Linked DNA regions of Zea mays: region 2 is linked to region 1. The links are chromatin contacts, called in public Hi-C maps. All regions are on one chromosome and are shown on one strand. The core of a region is the stretch at or near the end of the contact, and the rest is flanking DNA. Distances in the headings are between cores, read along the strand shown.

Region 1 (4,946 bases), core at 1,476-3,975:
GCCACTGCATGCTATTGCTTCGTGGACACTGTAGACAAATTTAATTACCCGTGGCTGCATCGGCGAATACAAATTTAATTCACCGCTGCTGCTCTCGAGGAAGTCGATCGAGATCCCAAATCAATTGTTTTTTTTTCACATCCCCGGAGCAACATCCATGGCTAGCTCTTCCTAGATTGCAGAGAAGCCGGCCTGCGCATCGGGGCGGCTGCTCGGCGAGCTTTAATCAACCGATGCAGTGTCCATCCACAGTACTAGTAGAAATTTGGTTCCGGTAACTACCTGAACTGAACAAGAAACCACAATGGCTCTTTGTATGTGCCAGACAGACGTCCGGCCATGCAGCTGTTGGTAGCGGCCGGCAGCGGCGCCGATCCCCCCGTTGCCCACAGAATAAGGAAGGGTCCTCTGGGCACATGGCGCCAAGCGGGCATGACACAAGGTCGGCTCGGGCGCTGCACCCACCCCTCATGGTTTCCAGCTCGGCATGAGAGACATCCGAGGCCCAATTAATAGGCCACATGAGACGCTAACCACTTGATTACGATCGATCTCCACTAGGTAATGGCACGGCGGCACAGGGCCCCAGGGAAATCCCTCTCCACATACACTGATGCCATGCCATGCCATGCCATGCTCCATCTTCTCAGCTAGTGGTAGTGAGCTAGGTCCCTGATTTGTGCCGATGAATCTGCCCCGGAAAGAGCAGAGCAGCAAAAGCGTCTGCTTTGCTCCAACGATTTGAATTTAAAAACAGAGCTCCGCACTGCTGCAATCGGCAATCCTACGGAATGAAAAGGATCCGTACCATACTGCTATACTGCATATATACTATTATATCTCGAGATATAGTGATATACTATAGCATCTGGCTTTGTGCCACAACTTGCTCTTCTAGGGAGGGAAATCTGGTAGTTTACAATTACAAGGCCAGAGATTACAGAACCTAATTAATCACTAACGCGAGCGATAAGATATTTTTCTTCTTCTTCTCGATCGATGCGACTCCGTCTTTTTGATTGTAACAGACATTGATGCTGGAGATGGACAACTAGTAGTAGGTTCCAGGTTTCCAATGGATGGATGGAATGCTTGCCACCCTAGATTTGTGTCTGCGGTGCCACCATATATATGCTTGCCTACTTTTATTAGTCAGTCAATTAGTTAGTTAGTTAGTTAATCAGGCCAGCTGCAACACGGGCATGGAGTGGCAGTTAACATCTGCACTCATCACACTGGACGTTAACATCTGCAGTGCAGTGCAGTGCACAGCACAGCCTGCTGAGCTGCCATTGCACATTTGCACCTGGCCAGTGCTGTGCGATGGCGCAGGAATCTTTAACTGAAGCAAAGCGCTGGCTCGTCACCAGATCGGACTCGAGAGCGTCAGAGCACTGAGGCACAGGAGGGGGGGAAGGACGGACAGCACATCGCGCATCTGCTGCAAATCTGGTGGGCACTACTACTCCTACCGAAAAGGCAAGGCTGCGGCTGCCAAAACGCCAAGCTTGTGCAGGGCAGGATGTGATCGATCCAGAGGGCAATAAAATGTGGAGGCACGCAGGGTCGCAGCAATAGCAAGGCTGGCTGCTTCTGTACTGTACCCGCGCTGGGCTGAGCTACTGTCGCCAACGCCATCACTCTCGCTCGCTACTGGCGAAAGGGAGGCACGCTACACTAGGATCAAGGGTGGAAGCTGAATTATTGAGAGAGAGAGAGAGAGAGAGAGAGATGTCGTTGGATTGATGGATGCCATTGCCATGCCATATGGCTGGTAGCGGCCGGAGGGCCAAGGACATGGCAGCGCTGCTGCGTCCTTCTCTCTCCAATCTCCATGCAGGGTACTACGGCATGGGTATTGCTAGCACCAAGCAGTGGTACTCGTTTAGCTCTATCTGTGTACCGTCCATGATATGGACCATCACATGCGCAGCACATGAGAGGCTGGCGGCGGCTACTGCAAGAGCAGCAGCCGCTAGCTGTTGTGGCCGGGCTTGGGGCATGGCGTTGCATACATAACCGTGTACCACCGACCGACCGCAGCCGATCGATCCATCAGATCTTGTGCGCGGCGACGTTTGTCGTGCATGCCATCGAGTTGCCCAGTTCATTTCATTTCCCGCCACCGGCATGCATGTCGCCATGCCAGCGTACCGCCGGTACGTACCTGGAGGCACGCGGTTAAGAAATATATGGAGTGCAAATGCAACCTCTCATGAATGCATGGCTCAGAGTCAGAGCCATGTATGTGGTCATGGCTGCACTGCAGGAGTGATGCAGCCAGCTTTTCTTTTCCATGGCACAAGGATGAGGATGAGTTGGTGCAAATGCGCGCACACATACACATACTCCTGACATAGCAGATTAGCAGGCTGTGCCTCTCTACTGTCTTATCATCAGGTGCAGTGCAGCAGAAAACTACACATTTACCGCTAGTCGAGTACCGTAGAGATGAACAGAAGATTCATGTGGGCATGACCAGGTAGTACTTGTGCCATGATCCTCCATTCACCGCCAGCCAGAAGCACTGAAGACGTAAGGCAGGCAGCAGGCAGCCATGCAAGCACAGCACGGAAACGTACGCGTACGGGCCCTCTGGTGCGTGTTGCTTTATGTTGCGTCAGCGATCCGAGAGATATTCATCAGAGCAGAGCATCTGCTGGCTGCGGCGGAGCGGAGCGGATGGAGGCGGCCCGCGGCCAGCGCCATGCGCCTAGCGGAAAGCCCATGCAGGGGCAGGCAGCCAGGCAGGGCGCCAGCCGGCACACGATACAAAGCAACGCTACGCTACGCTACGCGACGCGCGCGACGCGACGGCAGCGGCAGTGCCATCATTCAAGAGGTTCGTTACGCTGGCTGGCATGGCAGGGGCAGCAAGCGGCAGGCGCCAGTGGCTGGTGAATGTCCATGTCGTGGCAGAGGAGGGGCAGGGAGGGGCGCCAGGGCGTCGCCTGGTCCCGGCCTGGTCGTGTCCGTGTCCGTGTCCACCCCCACCCAAAAGTAAACCCCTCCTCCCTCTCGATTGTCTCTGCATTTATATTTATAGTTTCGTAAAAATACATTTTGTGATTAGTTTAATATAATTTATCTATATAATTTATATTGTAAATGTCAATATATTTTTATCTATAATTGATTATACTTATAAGATATTAAAGCACCGCAATATATTAGAATTGCATTCTTTCTAGAACGGTGGGAAGCAGGAAGTACTCTAGTTGGCTGCACATAGATCGGTGTCTAAATACTAGCGTCGTTTGGCTATCTGAATCGGTTCTGATTCTTATTATAATCCTGAGAAACACAGCAAAGAGGATAACTGTGAAACATTACAGTCAAGAAACGTTTCTCGATATCTGTCTTGTCCTTGAGTCAGCCGGAGAGTAGTTCCACATTGTTTTTATTGTATTGTAATAAAAATGAGATCGAGGGAATCAAATGACAGCCACTGTTCATTGTTGAAGGGTGATTACATATATATACACATGGAGGGGTGCAAACCAAGAGACATGTCCTTTGCTGAGATCACCGCCACCACTTGGAGAATTGACGACATGTTTATTTTCCAACACTCCCCCTTGATCGATTCTAACTTCATTTGATCATCCTTCAGCTGTTCTTCCAAGATATTGTTCTCCTTCAAAACCCTATGGAAAAAATAAGGAGTATACTTGTCGGAGAGGGAATTCTCCGGCCAGGTGGCGGAATGCACCCGCCCTAAATCCTAAGATGAGGAAGGGGCTTAAGCGTTTTGCCTGTCCTGCTAAGCAATCGTTGAGCACATGAACACACGAGGATTTAGAGTGGTTCGGGCCGCCGGAGCGTAACACCCTACTCCACTGTGTATTGGATTGCTGTGGAAGCTTGAGAGTTAAGAGTCTAAGAGAGCTTGAGTGCTCGTGAGCTTGAGTGCTAGTGAGCCTGAGTGCTAGTGAGCCTGAGTGCTAGTGAGCTTGTGTTGTAACGTTGCATGCCTCCCCTTTTATAGCTCAGGGGGTATGCACAAGGGTACTGAGCCCCGACATGTGGGCCCAGGAACATAACGGATGTAGCACTTGGAGCCACTAATGTTTGCTGTTGGAGCAATCTCCTTGCGCCCTGACATCCGAGATCTGCATAGTATCGACGTGCAGGGGAAGCTTCTCGTACAAGGGATGATGGACACAGTGTGCCGCGTAGCACGGGCGCACTGTTTGACAATGGATTGGACAGGTGCGCCGTCTGCAGGATGGACCTGGCGCCGCCTGCCAGCGGAGTGGATAGGACACATTAAATGCTGAGGGGGCACATCGCCTGTCAGCAGGGTGGACAGGCGGCGCGTCCTCTCCGCAATAAATGCAGAGACCGCGCGACCTAGAGGCCTTACGTCAGGCTCCGCCAGCTGGCTTATGTCACGGGCAAGATGCCACGCGGCATCATCGGGACTCCGCCTGAGCGGGGAGCGCAAGCGCACGAGATAAGGCCTGGACACGTGTCAGTACCGGACCCTTGCTTATGCCAGGGTATCCCTTGTCCCAGGACCTCATTGCGGTCCGGACCTTACTCGGAGGGAGTCTCGGACCGTAATCAGGGGTCCGGGTTATGCGTACAGGGGTCCGTTGCTTCCTCACGGAGGTCCGGTCCAACTGATACATCCTGGCATGTATCATCTTTTCTCGTCACGTGGTGCCCCTTGAGCCGTCCACGCGGTGGGGCCGGGTGCTGTTCACCGTGCGGCTAGAGATCGTTGTATGGGCACCGCGTCTTCATACTGTAGTAAGGGGTACCCCTGATTTAGGGTACCGACAGTGGCCCCCGGGCCCGCCTCAGGGGAGGACACGAGCCTACAGGTGGGGCCAAAGTTTGGCTGGCGATTGATTCGCTGTTTTTGCGCGCCCGTTGGTGTAACTGCTGCCGGTCCGCCCTTAGTCACCCCGACTGCTACACCTGCCCCCACGGCTGACTGA
Region 2 (4,946 bases), core at 1,325-3,824, 200 kb after region 1:
GCCATCTATTGATGACTACATAGCCATCCACTATGCAATCGGCGGTCTCCGCGCTGGTGTCTTATACAGCCACTACATAAGAGACCCACCCAAAAACTTGCAAGAGTTGTATCAATTATTTGAAAAGTACGCCAGGTACGAAGAGCTACATCAGCGCAAGATAGAATCTGAGAGGAAACCCAAGGACACTTCGCAGTCCAACTGAACATGGGTTAGACCAGCACAGTCCGAATCCGGCAGGCCAAACCGCAACCAGCAACAAGTTAACACCATTGCCAACTAACACCCCACCGGAGACATAGCTCGTTGGAAGTATCCCCACAACAGAGTCGCGGCGCCAACACCAGAGGAAGAGGCAGAGGCTGGGCTCCGCAGCTGTGAAGGTTCTACTGCCTCTTCCACGGCGAAGACTGCGCACACCCCACCAGGGATTGCCCTAAAACCAAGGCCACCAAAGATAGAATGGCCGGAAATTAGCCAGCCGACAACCAACAAGTTGTCGTGCATACTTACCATCCCGAGCAGTACCACCAACAACAATTTCATAATAAACCAATCCTTCACCAGCATAATCATATGTACCACCAACAACAAGAGATCCAAGTCCTCACTCCACCACCACATCACCAAAATTCTCCACCTCCACCAGCACCCAAACAAGAGGACTTCGCCGAACAGCCTTTCCACGGGGTCATCCACATGATTACTAGAGGGTCAAGTGCAGGCTTCGACACCAAACGGTAGAAGAAGGATCACTATCGTAGTGTCAACCACGTACCCTCACTGGCCCAGTGGTTCAAACAAAATGGTCTCATGTACAAGTCACCTTCGACGCAAGAGATGTCGACCTACACAGCACGCCACATGCAGATGCCTTGGTGATCAACTGTCGTGTGGCAGGCTGGGATCTACATAAAGTAATGGTCGACAATGGCAGCCTGGCTGACATCATCTTCCAGCACGCCTTCGATCGCATGGGCATCAGCCACAGCCTCCTCAAGCCCGCAGACAATCCTCTATATGGTTTTGGAGGCAAAGGCACCTTTCCCATCGACAAAATAGAACTACCGCTATCCTTCAGCGCGGCACCCAATGCACGAAGCGAACAAGTCACCTTCGACATCGTCGACATGGTCTATCCTTACAACGCCATAATGGGGCATGGATCCATCAATAAGTTTGAGGCGTGACCATAGTGTATGGAGACCATCAAGCAACACAGAATATAGAAAGAGACTTCGTCCCAGGATAGCGCAATGTTCACTGCCTAATAGCAGAGCATGAAGACAACAACAATCCTCGCCCAGCTAAAAACAAAAAAGTCAACATCCAACTGCAGAGCAACGAGGGAACCAAGACGGTCACCCTTGATCCCACAACCCCCAAGCAAATCGTCTTGATCAGCGAAGACCTTTCAACAAATGAAGAAGAAAGACTTCTCTCCTGTCTCAACCGCAACAAGGACGTCTTTGCCTAGTTCGCTCTTGATCTAGTTGGGGTCAGCCGCACCATCATAGAACATAGCCAGGGCATCGACCCCTCGGTGCACCCAAGGAAGCAGCGGTTAAGGAAAATGTCCGATGAAAAAACAGAAGCAGCAAAGACCAAGGTGCACCGTTTATTGGAAGCAAAGTTTATCGAGACAATAGCTTACCCCACCTAGCTCGCCAACGTTGTCATGGATTAGAAGAAAAACGGGAAATGGCGAATGTGCATTGATTTCACTAGCCTCAACAAAGCATGCCCAAGGACAACTTTCCTCTACCACGAATCGACAAGATCGTCGATTCTGCAGCTGGCTGCGAAGTCATGTCTCTTCTAGATTCCTTCTCAGGTTACCATCAAATCTACAAGAAAAAAGAAGACAAGGCTAGCACAAGTTTCATTACACCCTTTGGCACGTACTGCTTCATGCGGATGCCCGAAGGGCTCAAAAACGCCAGCTCAACATTCTCCTGTCTCACCAAAAAGATTCTCGAGGACCAGATGTGTCGCAACGTCTTCACATATGTAAACCCCGGAATCTAGCTCCTAAAACCCTAGTCAGTTGAGAAATAATAAAGGAGTCATTTTAATTATGTATCTTATTAAAAGAGGCATATTTTCTTTAAATAAACGTTCTTTTAGGAGACTATATAAAAACCCTTATATGAGTAATGTATTTATAAATACTTCCTTGAAGTGTCTAAATTAACATAAGTTATATATTAGAAATTACTTTCATAAAAAATACAATATTTAAAATCATTTTCATAAATAAAATAATAAATAGATTAATAAAAGTATATTCATGCATTCATGTTGAAGTTTTGACTGTGCATTTATTAGGAATTAGAAAACTGGAAACCCAGATTTAAAACTTAATTTAAACCATATTCAAACTTGAAAGAAATAGAAAACTGAAAAAAGTGAAAATGGCCGAATGGGCCAAATTTCCCCTACCTGCCCAATCTTCTCATCTGGTGGCCCACGCACGCGCGTCAACTCCACGCCGACAAGCGAGACCGGCCTGTCTGCCTCATCACGCCCATGACAGACCATCATCGTGCCAGCCCTGTGGCCACCTCCGCGCCAGTAACTGATGGGCCCGCCTCGTCATCCGCGGTTCCCCATCCACGCGCTCCTACTATCACTGTCGTGTGGGTCATGTTTGTCAGTGTTCTCCTCAAGCTCAGGATGGTAACAAATCCCGCGCTGCTCGCCGATATGGGTGGGAGGCAGGTGCTGGGATCCCTCTGACCTCGGAATCGGGCTTCGCCCGATTATAAAACAATGCACTGCCTTCCCTTCTTGGCTACAACCGCGTGGATCGGGCAAAACTTTGTGCATCCTTGCTGTGGACAAGGATTGGGTGCCGCCGGTGCCGCTGCTGGGGATCTTCGTCTGCACAGGCGCTCGGGTCACGACGGTCGCCTGGGTGCTTCACCAGGCCGTGGGGTTGATATCAGTGGTCTCAGCTGGCCAAATCGGTGGGCAAGGGGAAGGGAATTTCTCATCAGCACGCCTCCGTCGCCGCTGTTCTGTCGTACCGCGTCGACAACCTCATCCTCGTCACCATCGACGGTGAGAACGCCTCTGTATGGCTCGCCTTCATCTCTGCTCCGTCTACCGTCCCTTGGATTTGAGGATTTGTGCTCAGATCGGCAGGCGGCCGTGCACCGGTAATGGCACCACCGTAGGGTGGCTGGCGCCGCCGCTGTTCGCGTCCGGTGTGGTGCAAGCGTACTAGGGTTGCAGATGACCGTTGGATCCTATTCAACGTTTGTGATCCAATCAACGAGATACCGGTTCGGGAATAGATCGTAACCGTTGGGAAATGCATTGAGTGGTTAGGATTAAAGATAAGGAACTCGTTCGGTCGATGCGATCGTAGCCCTCGATTTGAAATTGGACGGTTCCGGTTGCTTACCAGTTAGAGTTATATGGAACCTAATCCTGACCTTGTGCCACCGATCGGACGGCTAGGATCGTCTGATACCCCTTTGACCAGTGTGTCTTGCAAAAGAGACCCTGGGTTTTCATACATTCAACCTACCGTCCACACCTGTGGTAAAGTAATTGCACCTGGACCCAGAAATTTGTGAACTAAACCCTGTGTTTACTGGTATTTATGCCAGCAGCCCAGTGAGCACCTAAAATGAATAAAACAATTTAGAAAATGGTTTCCAATATAGAAATAATTCTAGAATATTGTTTAATTCATAGAAAAATTATTTTAATTCATTTTTGATCCATTCCAGTTGCGTTGAATTCATAATAATATTGTTTATCATCTAGTAACCTTGTGTTGTTATAAACATATATTAGAAGTTATACACTTAGTTTCTTTTAATCCAACATTTAAAACTCCGGAAATCCATAACTTCTTCGTTCTAATTCTGATTTGGTCCGTTCAAGTCGCGTTAGCTTGATATGAATATTTACCATACAGTAAACACGTGCCACCACAAGGGTGACATGGGACGCCCTTGGCTGACTAACTAGGAAAGCTAGTGGAGGACTACCTACCTAATAGAGGCAAGGGCAGTAGGGGAGTAGGCGTGTAGGGAGGTTACCGGGTTGATTTTGCTGCGATGGCGATCAGACGGGGGATTCCTGCATTGCTCTTCCTAGAAACTGTAGCGGGTTTTCTGAAGCTAGTGGAACTTTGTATAGGCCTCGTAGTGGATCCCTAGCCATTCACCTCGGAAGTGTCTAAGGGCCTTGCAAACCCTGGCGAGATGGGATACACGACTTGTGGGTACAGGGTACAACCTCTGCAGAGTGTAAAATTGGTATACTAGCCATGCTCGCGGCCATGAGCAGCTCAGGACTCTCGCATGATTGAATTATGGAACTAATTCAATTTGTCATTTGCATTGCATGGGATTTATTATTAATTTTGTTCTATTATTATTATGATTTGGTATTTACTTACATTTAGTAACTGCTAATAAAAAATTGACCAACTTATTAAAAGCAATGCTCAGCTTTAAGCCCTATTATTGATTAGCCTTACACTTCACATGAACTCCCGCCTTTGGTGAGTTCATGCACATTATTCCCCACAACTTGTTGAGCGATGAACATATGTGAGCTCACCCTTGCTGTCTCACACCCCCCACAGGTCAGGAACAGGTACCACAGGATGAGGCGCATGGAGGATGTTGTGATGTGTTCGTGAGAGGTCTAGGTCATCGTCTCCCAGTCAACTTTAGGTTGTTGGATCGTTGTCTCCTTACGATGTAATTTTTTATTTATTTTGTACAGAACTCCGATTATATAGTAAAGTTGTAAAATTCGTTTCTGTACCTTGATTCATCATATGTGTGAGACTTGGTCCCGGCACACCTGGTGATTATGTTCGCGCCCGGGTCCCTAAAACCCGGGTCTGACAGAAGTGGTATCAGAGGAATGTTGACTGTAGGACGAAACCTAGATAGAACTAGACAACCATTATCTACTTA

Evidence for each region. A called contact is a pair of places that touch in the nucleus more often than the background predicts.
Region 2: a Hi-C map of tassel shows a contact between it and region 1, with 6 times the contacts expected there. The contact joins two enhancer-like sites. A contact is called at or near these places in 3 of 25 Hi-C or Micro-C datasets (ear and tassel).

What each region holds. Positions count from the first base shown.
Region 1 is chr5:112,554,681-112,559,626 of Zm-B73-REFERENCE-NAM-5.0, forward strand. No RefSeq gene overlaps it. Among protein-coding and RNA genes, the nearest start is that of LOC118472046, 120 kb to the left of the region's middle. Within about 2 kb of position 2,726, at least 11 of the 20 cell types and tissues checked have an H3K27ac peak or open chromatin away from gene starts, as enhancers often do. A contact at or near this core is called in ear and tassel, where this site is marked.
Region 2 is chr5:112,757,942-112,762,887 of Zm-B73-REFERENCE-NAM-5.0, forward strand. No RefSeq gene overlaps it. Among protein-coding and RNA genes, the nearest start is that of LOC100280217, 130 kb to the right of the region's middle. Within about 2 kb of position 2,575, at least 20 of the 20 cell types and tissues checked have an H3K27ac peak or open chromatin away from gene starts, as enhancers often do. A contact at or near this core is called in ear and tassel, where this site is marked.